Regions from separate parts of the Zea mays genome. Here all the other regions are linked to region 3. The links are chromatin contacts, called in public Hi-C maps. All regions are on one chromosome and are shown on one strand. The core of a region is the stretch at or near the end of the contact, and the rest is flanking DNA. Distances in the headings are between cores, read along the strand shown.

Region 1 (2,700 bases), core at 24-2,523, 600 kb after region 3:
CAACTATTGCTGTTAGACGTGGCCAGCAGCCAAGTCCCGTCGCAGGACTGTTTGCTGCATGTTTAGATTCATACGCTGAAGTGTTCAAATCAGGATGAGGTACAGGTACATTAGATCCATACGCTAGCTGGATACATTCGGACTGCAGAATATAGATAGTCATGGTTGGCATCCTGGCAGTTGGTTACATCTTGTGAGTAATCTGCGCGTTGCCGTTCAGCAGTTTCACCGGTTCTTGCTGCTGCTGCTGGGACCCGATCCGCTGCCAAACTGCGCGGTAAGCCGTGAGGCCAAGCTTGTGCACCCTGTCGTACACGGTCTCCGGGCGCAGCGGCGCGACGTAGAGGCCGACGGCGTCGAGCTGCCACCCGCTCCTCCCGCAGAAGCCGACGATGACGCCGCCGTCCACCGGGAACTCGAAGGGCGTGCCCTCCGCCACGCCGAACGGCCCGTACGCCCCCTGGTTGGTCCGGAACGCCAGCGAGCGGATGACCGGCGAGCCGCCGGGCGCGATCGGCGCGTAGTGCCCGCTCACCGTTGTCAGGTACTCGTCCGGGTAGCCCAGCTTGATCTGTGTACGTACGCGCGCACGGTTCAGAAACCACCCAGCGGAAGGAGCCGTGTCACTGATCGTGACTGACGGGGGTGATTGGTTTGGCGGCGGACGTGCCTGGGTCGTGTGGCTGGCGGCGGCTCCTCCGTGCCGCTCCCCAGTGACGGGCATGCCGTCCCTGTCGTACTCCACGCTGATGGACTCCATGAACCGGTCGTAGGACATGGTGATGCTGCGGATCCCGGAGTAGCCGCCGTCGTCCCACGGGTGTCCCCCGGCGCCGCCCCATGGGCCGACCTTGATCAGCTTCTTCTTCGACACCACCATCTTCCTCTGCGATTGCTGCTGCCCCAAAAAAAAAGACATGCAGTTTTTTTTTAAATTCAGACATTCCCCATTTCGGAAATCCTGTATGCTTTCAACCACACGCCCTAGTTAGTTCCTCTCTTTTCAAACCAATGAAAGAACGAAAGAAAAAAAGTTTCAGCAGTTTATGTCTGAACAGAGAGGCATGCGAGAAAGACGCGAAATTCCTAACGGCGCGCAGGAACAAAAAGCAAACGAACAGAACACTAGTGAAGTCCATGTGTGCACCATGTTTCCTTCCCTTCCAGGGGGGTCTTGAGAGAATGCACAAGTGGTTAGGTTTTGCAGCCAAAGTTCCTTGAAGAGCAAGGGTGCTTAATAGATAGACAAGAGGTACTGAAGAAATTGCCCAGCAAAACAAAAGGTGCAGCAGGATGGGACGGATAGCTGGGGACAAAAGAATTAGATGCCCTAAGGAGGGGGGCTAGGGGATGAGTACACTGCTTTTCTGGAACGATAAGCATATTGCACAAAGAGCGCTCTGTTCTTGATCTGGAAGTTTCGTAGGATAATCTTTGAAACTGTGGATAATCCTCGGTTCGGTTTTAGCAGCAATGTCCCTGGAATTTTTTTTCTATGTAATTAGATTGAGTAAACTGTCTATGAGTTGAAGTTACCTTACCTTCAAGAAAAATGGAAGATCTAACAACGGTCGCAGTGCTCCCTTAGACTCCAAGCTCACAAGGTCTTGGTACCTTTACTTACATCAGATGGTGACTCGAAAAACAGAAAACGATGGTGACTCAAGAACATTTTTTCTCTCCCAGTCAAGCTAGCTATGCTTTGTCAGTAAAGGGACGGGCATGAAAGGTCTGGTGGACGATCATGGAACTGGAGAACAATACGCCATTGAGCTGATAGCATCATTGGCGAGAGCGAACAACTCATCCTGCCCGTCGTTCTTTCTTTTTAAGCACATCCAGCCAGCCAAACTTGCATGCACGAAACACTGAAATGTCCACCACACAGCCCACAGGGACATATGTGTGATGTGTCCAACAATCATCACCGGGAGGGAGCCAGGTCCAGTTGGTTTCGGTTGCCACTGAACAACACACAGCTAAGGAGAATCTTAGCTGACAGCGTGCGCAAAGTCCAGAAGAAGCCAATAATACACACAGCCAAAGCCAACGAATTGGCAGATGATAGGTGGCTGTCGTTTTCTGAAGCTTCAGGTGCACTTGCGGTAATTATGGTGCCTGTGGCTTCAAGTAAATACCTGTATGTGTGTGTGTGACTGCAAAGCGACCGTGCCGTCTCTATCTAACCGTCTTTGTGACACCGTGCTGTCTGTGCCCTTTCATCGTTGAGCAGACTGGACTTTTCCAAATAAGCAAAACTGTCAGCCATATCCCCTTGGGCCGTCGGGTATATCGATGTGCATGCAGTGGTTTGTTTCATCGAGCCAGACTGTACTGCTGCAGCCTAGAATAGAACCCTGCTGATCTGTGCTTTGCTGGAATACATCGGTATCATCAGCAGCTAATCTGTAGTTCTCAGATGAGGTGTACTGCTGCCTGTTGTGCAGAGCATCCTGCACTTTCACTTTGTTTCTTGCATAGTCGCATTGGCTGCCAATTATTAAAAAGAAAAACGGTAAAGAAGCAAGTCCCCCAAATCTGGATTATGAAAAATCAGAAATCTGCTAATTGTAGATTGGTTCTATATATGTCACTGAGGACCAGCAGTCTCCTAGCTTTAAGCTAATTATGGGGTGGCACTAAATTATGAGCTGGCCGATGGGAAATACGTAGCGAATAGGCCAGACTGTGAACGTGAGG
Region 2 (2,700 bases), core at 195-2,694, 590 kb before region 3:
ATCATTGAAAACTTCAGAAAGTAAAGGTACGTGCCATACATGTTCATCTAGTCTATTATCCAGCTGATAGTAAAGATACTACTACTACGACTCCAGTGACACTAACAAAACGGTTAACCCATTCTCATATAGGCCATAGCAGCAGATCAAAACTTCCGCGCAACGGACCACCAGATTACCTCTTGAGGTTGAACAAGACCACTGCGATGCCAGCCGTGGCAGCTGCTCCAGCAGCCGCGGCAGCCACCAGTGCGGGAGGCACCACGCCCTGATCCTTAGGCGTCCCGGCCCTGGCAGCAATAGAATCACATCCCTCTTCCACGCCCTTGCCCTCGGCAGTGGCGGAACCCTTCAGGGTCTCGATCTCCTCCTCGAGGGCGGCCTTCTCCTGGTACGCGGTCTGCAGCTGGTCCCCGAGCCGTGCACCCCTGCGCATCTCCTCCTCATGGCTAGCCTTCTCCGCGGCGAGGAGATCCTGGAGGCGCTCGACCTCGCTGCGGAGCGTGGCGGCCTCGCTCTCGTTGGTGGCAGCACCTTGCTCGGCGGCGGCGACCTCCTCGCGGGCCTGGGACACGAGAACCTCAAGGCGGCGGGACTCGGAGGACAGGAACTGGTTCTCGTGGCGCACGGCATCGAGCTTCTCCTCCAGGTCGCGCTTCGCCGCGCGGAGGGACTCGATCTCGTCCGCCGCGTCGTGGAGCTTGGGCGTGCCGTCCCCGCCGTTGGTGGAGAAGTCCGCGGCGGCGGCGGTGGGGGAGGCGAACGTATCCTCGCCGTTCTCCATCGGAAACCCTCCTCCTCAGTACTCACCCTCTCTCGCGGCGGCGCGGTGGATGCGGTGCGAGAATGGAAATGGGAATAGAAAAAAAGATAGAGAAGGTGTGGACTGTGGAGAGAGAGGTACCTTTGGGCCCACCTGTAGGCCAGCGAGATGCTGCAATATCAGATGGTAATGGGTACCAAAACCGGAACGTGTTTTACCCGATATATAAGCGGCTATAAGATAACTTTTATACCACAGGTACATTAGTAGACAACAATCTCTACCCATTAGGTAACGGATACAGGTGGATACTATCCATACTCGCATACCATGTATAGAATATATATGTATATTATTATTATTATTATTATCTAATAAAATCTATCTTAGTTAAAATAAAAACCTTCTTTGACTATTGTTTATTTACTATCAAGTTATATAATTATATGGTTTGTTATATTTTAAGATAAACTTATTTTTTATATTTATTTGATATTTTGAATAATCAAAATATTATAATTTGATATCTTCTTAGCGGGTACTAGGTTATCCGACGGATAAAATTACCCATACAAGTATGAGTATATGAGTATAGGTAGATTTTATACTCCGTGCGTATATGGATAACTAACCGACGACAGGTATGTACACATTGGCATCACGGCTCTCACCAAAGGAATAAGGGATGTCGATGTTCCGATCGGACGGCGTGGAGAAGGGACTTCAGATCGGATGGTTGAGATAAGACGTTGGGGTTCGGCGTTGCACACACGCGGAAAAGAAGAAGCTCGATTCGCTGTTTTCTGCCAGAGCACACCGTGGACGCCGTCCCCGCTCAAGTGAGGTTCGGAGCTCAGAGCCTTGCGATCTCTCGGCTGCGCGCGCGCAAGATGGTGAGATTGGCGCTGTGATTTCCATTTATTCTTGGTTGCGAGGATCTGTGGCCTTCTGTCTGTGTTTGAATCTTAGGGTTTAAGTTCTGTTTTAGTGGGAAGATCACGTATCTGATGGGCTGCGGTCTGCGATTCCCCTTTGTGATGAGTTGTTTGATTACTTACTCATCCTGATCCCTGTTCTTATGCTTAATGCCTCGCTCGGATTCATTCCCTACTGGTTTAGTTGTCTGAGAAAGCACAAGGAGACCTGCGCCCAATCTAGTTTAGCACTCTAGACTGAGCAGTTGATGTTTTGAATACCTTTGTCATTGTTCTGGTTCAAAGTCCAAACGATGAAAATTACTGAATAACGGGGAAAATTTAGTGGTTTTGCGAGCTTTAGAGATGAGCTGGAGTGTTGTTATTTGAAGCTGCTCATGCAAGCTTCCTGAGAGTAATTTTGAGGCTCGTGTTCCTTTCATACCTTGTCGTGTTGTGTGTGCCATGTTCATATCTGGTACTCTCTTCGTTCCAAATTATAAGATGTTTTGACTTTTTTTAGATACACTCTTTTTACTATGCATCTAGACATAGTGTATAGCAAAAGCTATCGATTAGAAAATACCAAAACATCTTATAATTTGGAACAGAGGCAGTATCATTCTGTTAGGGTTGGAGGATTCCTTCCATCTCTTCTGTCGTGTTTTGTGTGCCTTTATATCTTTTTTTTTCTAAAACGAGCAGTAGAACTTCGCATTAAATATATTAAGAAGATAGAAGAAACAACAATGGTCTAAAGAAGACCAGAGTATAGTGTAAAAAGCAAAAGAAAAAGGAAAACCCACCTTACGGTGGCCAGAAACAAAAATACACATAAACATTTTATAGAAGACAGCCAAAAGACGTCAACAACTGCCCCTAAACTAAGGCCAGATGGTGCACAAATCTTTGGCACCTGCCAGACACAACCTCTGAGCATCATCTTTGATGTTCTGTATAATTTGGTTGCCACTAGGAGCATCCCCTTCAAACACACATTTATTCCGCTGCTTCCAAAGCCAC
Region 3 (2,700 bases), core at 85-2,584:
AATCAGTATAACAAAAACAAAATTTTAAAAAAAATTACGACGTGCTTTCGTCGTGGAGTTGGACTCAGTAAAAATAGCAAACTATAATTTCATTGATTCTCTTGCTCATGACTTTCTGTTTTACGTGTTGAGCCACGGCTACGTAAACACGGTACACCCAGGTTAGTACTATTAACATAATATTTGTTGGATTTATTGCGCCGAGTAATGGGATAAACACGGTTGCATGCGTTTAGTTTTCGTCATGCATCCATCAAGGATGGCAAGTAAAAAATAGCACTTGTCTTTTGTACCAACGATGCCACCACATGACAGAGCAAGTAAAGCTCCATCACAACCGCATCAATCCGATCCTTTGATACCTAATCACGTGACGATCCAGCGCTCCAGCTTATTGCCAATTGCCATTCAGACTGGAGAAGCGGCGCTATAGACTAGTAAGAGCAACTCCAATAGTTCTCTAAACAACTCTCTAAATCTTAAATTTAAGAAGTAAACAGAAAAATGCTTCTCCAATGGTTCTCTAAATAGACTTGCTAAATTTACTTAGTTGCTATTCAACTCTATTTACTCTCCACATTTAGCAACTCGGTAGGAACTCCCTAAATACAGTTGACGTCAATTTCTTCACACTAACGTGATTATTTTTCCCTTTCCCACACAGTGAGATAGCCAGGTATAGCACGCTCTTTTTTCATTTTCTAGCATAATGAGGTAGCTAGGTCAAACACGTATGACGCAAGTTTCTCCTTCACCGTCGAACCCAACTTCCTCATAGGTTGAGCCACCGGACCACCACTCATCCATAGTTCATATCGACCGGCCTTTTTTCTTCCGCTCTCACATCATCTGCTCTCAACCTTATTATCAGGCAGATCTCATAGAGGTAGGGCCGCTAAAGCTAGATTCAAAATCGAACTACTTCCTAAATATGAGCAACTATTGGAGACTAAGTTATTTTTTACTTCCAATAGCTATTTAGCAACTTGCTAAACATGATTTTAGCAAGCTATTTTTTAGAGAACTACTGGAGTTGCTCTAATAGGCTATAGCAGCGAATCAGCCCACCAAACCCACCCGCGTGCCGGAAACTATAAACAAACGGATAACCTGAAGTGGGCCCCAGGTCGCAGCAGCACCACCAGATCTGGATCCAAACGGCGGCTCTGTTTCGTGCGCTGTCCCGTCTCCCTCCGTCTCGTCAGCTTCGTGCCGTGCCCGTGCGAGCCGCTGCCAACCCGCTCCAGCTTTGCCCGTTGCCGTGGCCGTCCCGTCCGGCCGTCCCTAGAAAAGGCCGCGTCCCACGTTGCCTTGGTTCCCCCACCCTGCTGTCTCCCTCCCTCCTTCCTTCCTTCCCCGCCACTGCGCAGCGCGAGTGCGGCGACAGCCAGTCACACACTCACACTCCCTCGACCGCTCTCGGCCCCGTCCGCGTCGCCGCAGGGCGAGGAGGCAATGGCGGCGGGCGGGAATGGCGCCGGCGGGGACACCAGGGCGGCCTTCGCGCGGATCTACAAGACGCTCAAGGAGGAGCTGCTCACCGACCCGGCCTTCGAGTTCACCGAGGAGTCACGCCAGTGGATCGACCGCGTAACGATCCCTCTCTCTCTCTCTCTCGCTGTCGCTGTGCCGTCCTTCCTTCCTTTTTCTGTTCCTGTTTCCTGGCTTGATCCTTGTGGCGTGCGCCGTGCGGTGCGGGGGCTCCCTGTGCCGTCCGTCACCGTGGCCCAGCCCGGATCGGTGGGCTAGCCTCTCTCATGTTTGTCCGGCGCCGGGTTCTCGTTGAACAGAAATTACTTTTGCTTACCGCGTGCGCGTGGGCATATAGAATAAATGAAGAAAGCGCTGGATCATGGGTGAATTAATGTCCCATGGGAGCAGCTTGTTACTGCTGTACTAGTACGTTTACGTGGGCACTGAGTGGAACTGGAACTTCCACTTGGGTTGGGTACTTGGGTTGACGGGCTCTGCTTTCGGAAATCCAACTGCTGCCAAAACAGAGCAGAGCTTATGATTATGTAGGCTCTGCAGTTAAACCCAAACCACGGTACAGGTGATTTAATGACAATATAGGCACTTAATTAAGTGGATCTTGTGAGTTTTAGCAGGCTCTTTACTCTTTCTTCTGTCAGCTAGTGCTTTTCACGTGCAATGCTGATATATGAAATTTCTCTATCTCCCTCCCTTCAAACAGATGGTTGACTACAATGTACTCGGAGGTGAGGAGATGATTCCGAATTACTACTTACTTTTACATTATACGAAGAAAAACACTTCTGATGCATAACTGCTGTCCAATGACAGGCAAGTGTAACCGTGGGCTCTCTGTGGTCGACAGCTACAAGCTGCTCAAGGGCGCTGATGCTCTGGGCGAGGAGGAAACGTTCCTTGCTTGCACCCTCGGCTGGTGCATTGAATGGGTATTTTTTTTTTTGTCCCCCACTGTTGCCAGGAAAAATGCCAGTCAAGGAACTGAGAGTGGCTCATCTAAGTTCGCTCGTCGTATTTCAGCTTCAGGCTTTCTTTCTTGTGCTTGATGATATCATGGATGACTCTCACACTCGTCGCGGCCAGCCTTGCTGGTTCAGGGTGCCTCAGGTTAGTCTTACTGAATACCAAAGCATTTCTCTGTTTTTTCCCCTGTGTAGTTACTTCGGTGCAGAGAAATTTCGAATTCTCTTTTTCAAGTGATAGCTAAGG

What was found. Hi-C and Micro-C count contacts between places; a contact is called where the count stands out from the background.
Region 1: a Hi-C map of tassel shows a contact between it and region 3, with 3 times the contacts expected there. The contact joins the promoter of LOC100282355 here to the promoter of LOC541903 in region 3. A contact is called at or near these places in 3 of 25 Hi-C or Micro-C datasets (bundle sheath, ear and tassel).
Region 2: a Hi-C map of tassel shows a contact between it and region 3, with 4 times the contacts expected there. The contact joins the promoter of LOC103635288 here to the promoter of LOC541903 in region 3. A contact is called at or near these places in 4 of 25 Hi-C or Micro-C datasets (ear, endosperm, leaf and 1 more).

What each region holds. Positions count from the first base shown.
Region 1 is chr8:63,727,390-63,730,089 of Zm-B73-REFERENCE-NAM-5.0, reverse strand. LOC100282355 reads right to left here and starts at 1,273. Exons shown (of 3, transcript NM_001371853.1): 1 at 1,148-1,273; 2 at 671-898; 3 at 62-571. The coding sequence starts at 1,150. The coding sequence ends at 185.
Region 2 is chr8:64,921,603-64,924,302 of Zm-B73-REFERENCE-NAM-5.0, reverse strand. LOC103635288 (programmed cell death protein 5) reads left to right here and starts at 1,444. Exons shown (of 7, transcript NM_001352153.1): 1 at 1,444-1,656. The coding sequence starts at 1,654. LOC100191935 (VIP1 protein) reads right to left here and starts at 814. Exons shown (of 1, transcript NM_001137359.1): 1 at 1-814. The coding sequence starts at 784. The coding sequence ends at 176.
Region 3 is chr8:64,329,272-64,331,971 of Zm-B73-REFERENCE-NAM-5.0, reverse strand. LOC541903 (farnesyl pyrophosphate synthase 1) reads left to right here and starts at 1,334. Exons shown (of 12, transcript NM_001111569.1): 1 at 1,334-1,590; 2 at 2,195-2,219; 3 at 2,305-2,420; 4 at 2,512-2,598. The coding sequence starts at 1,456.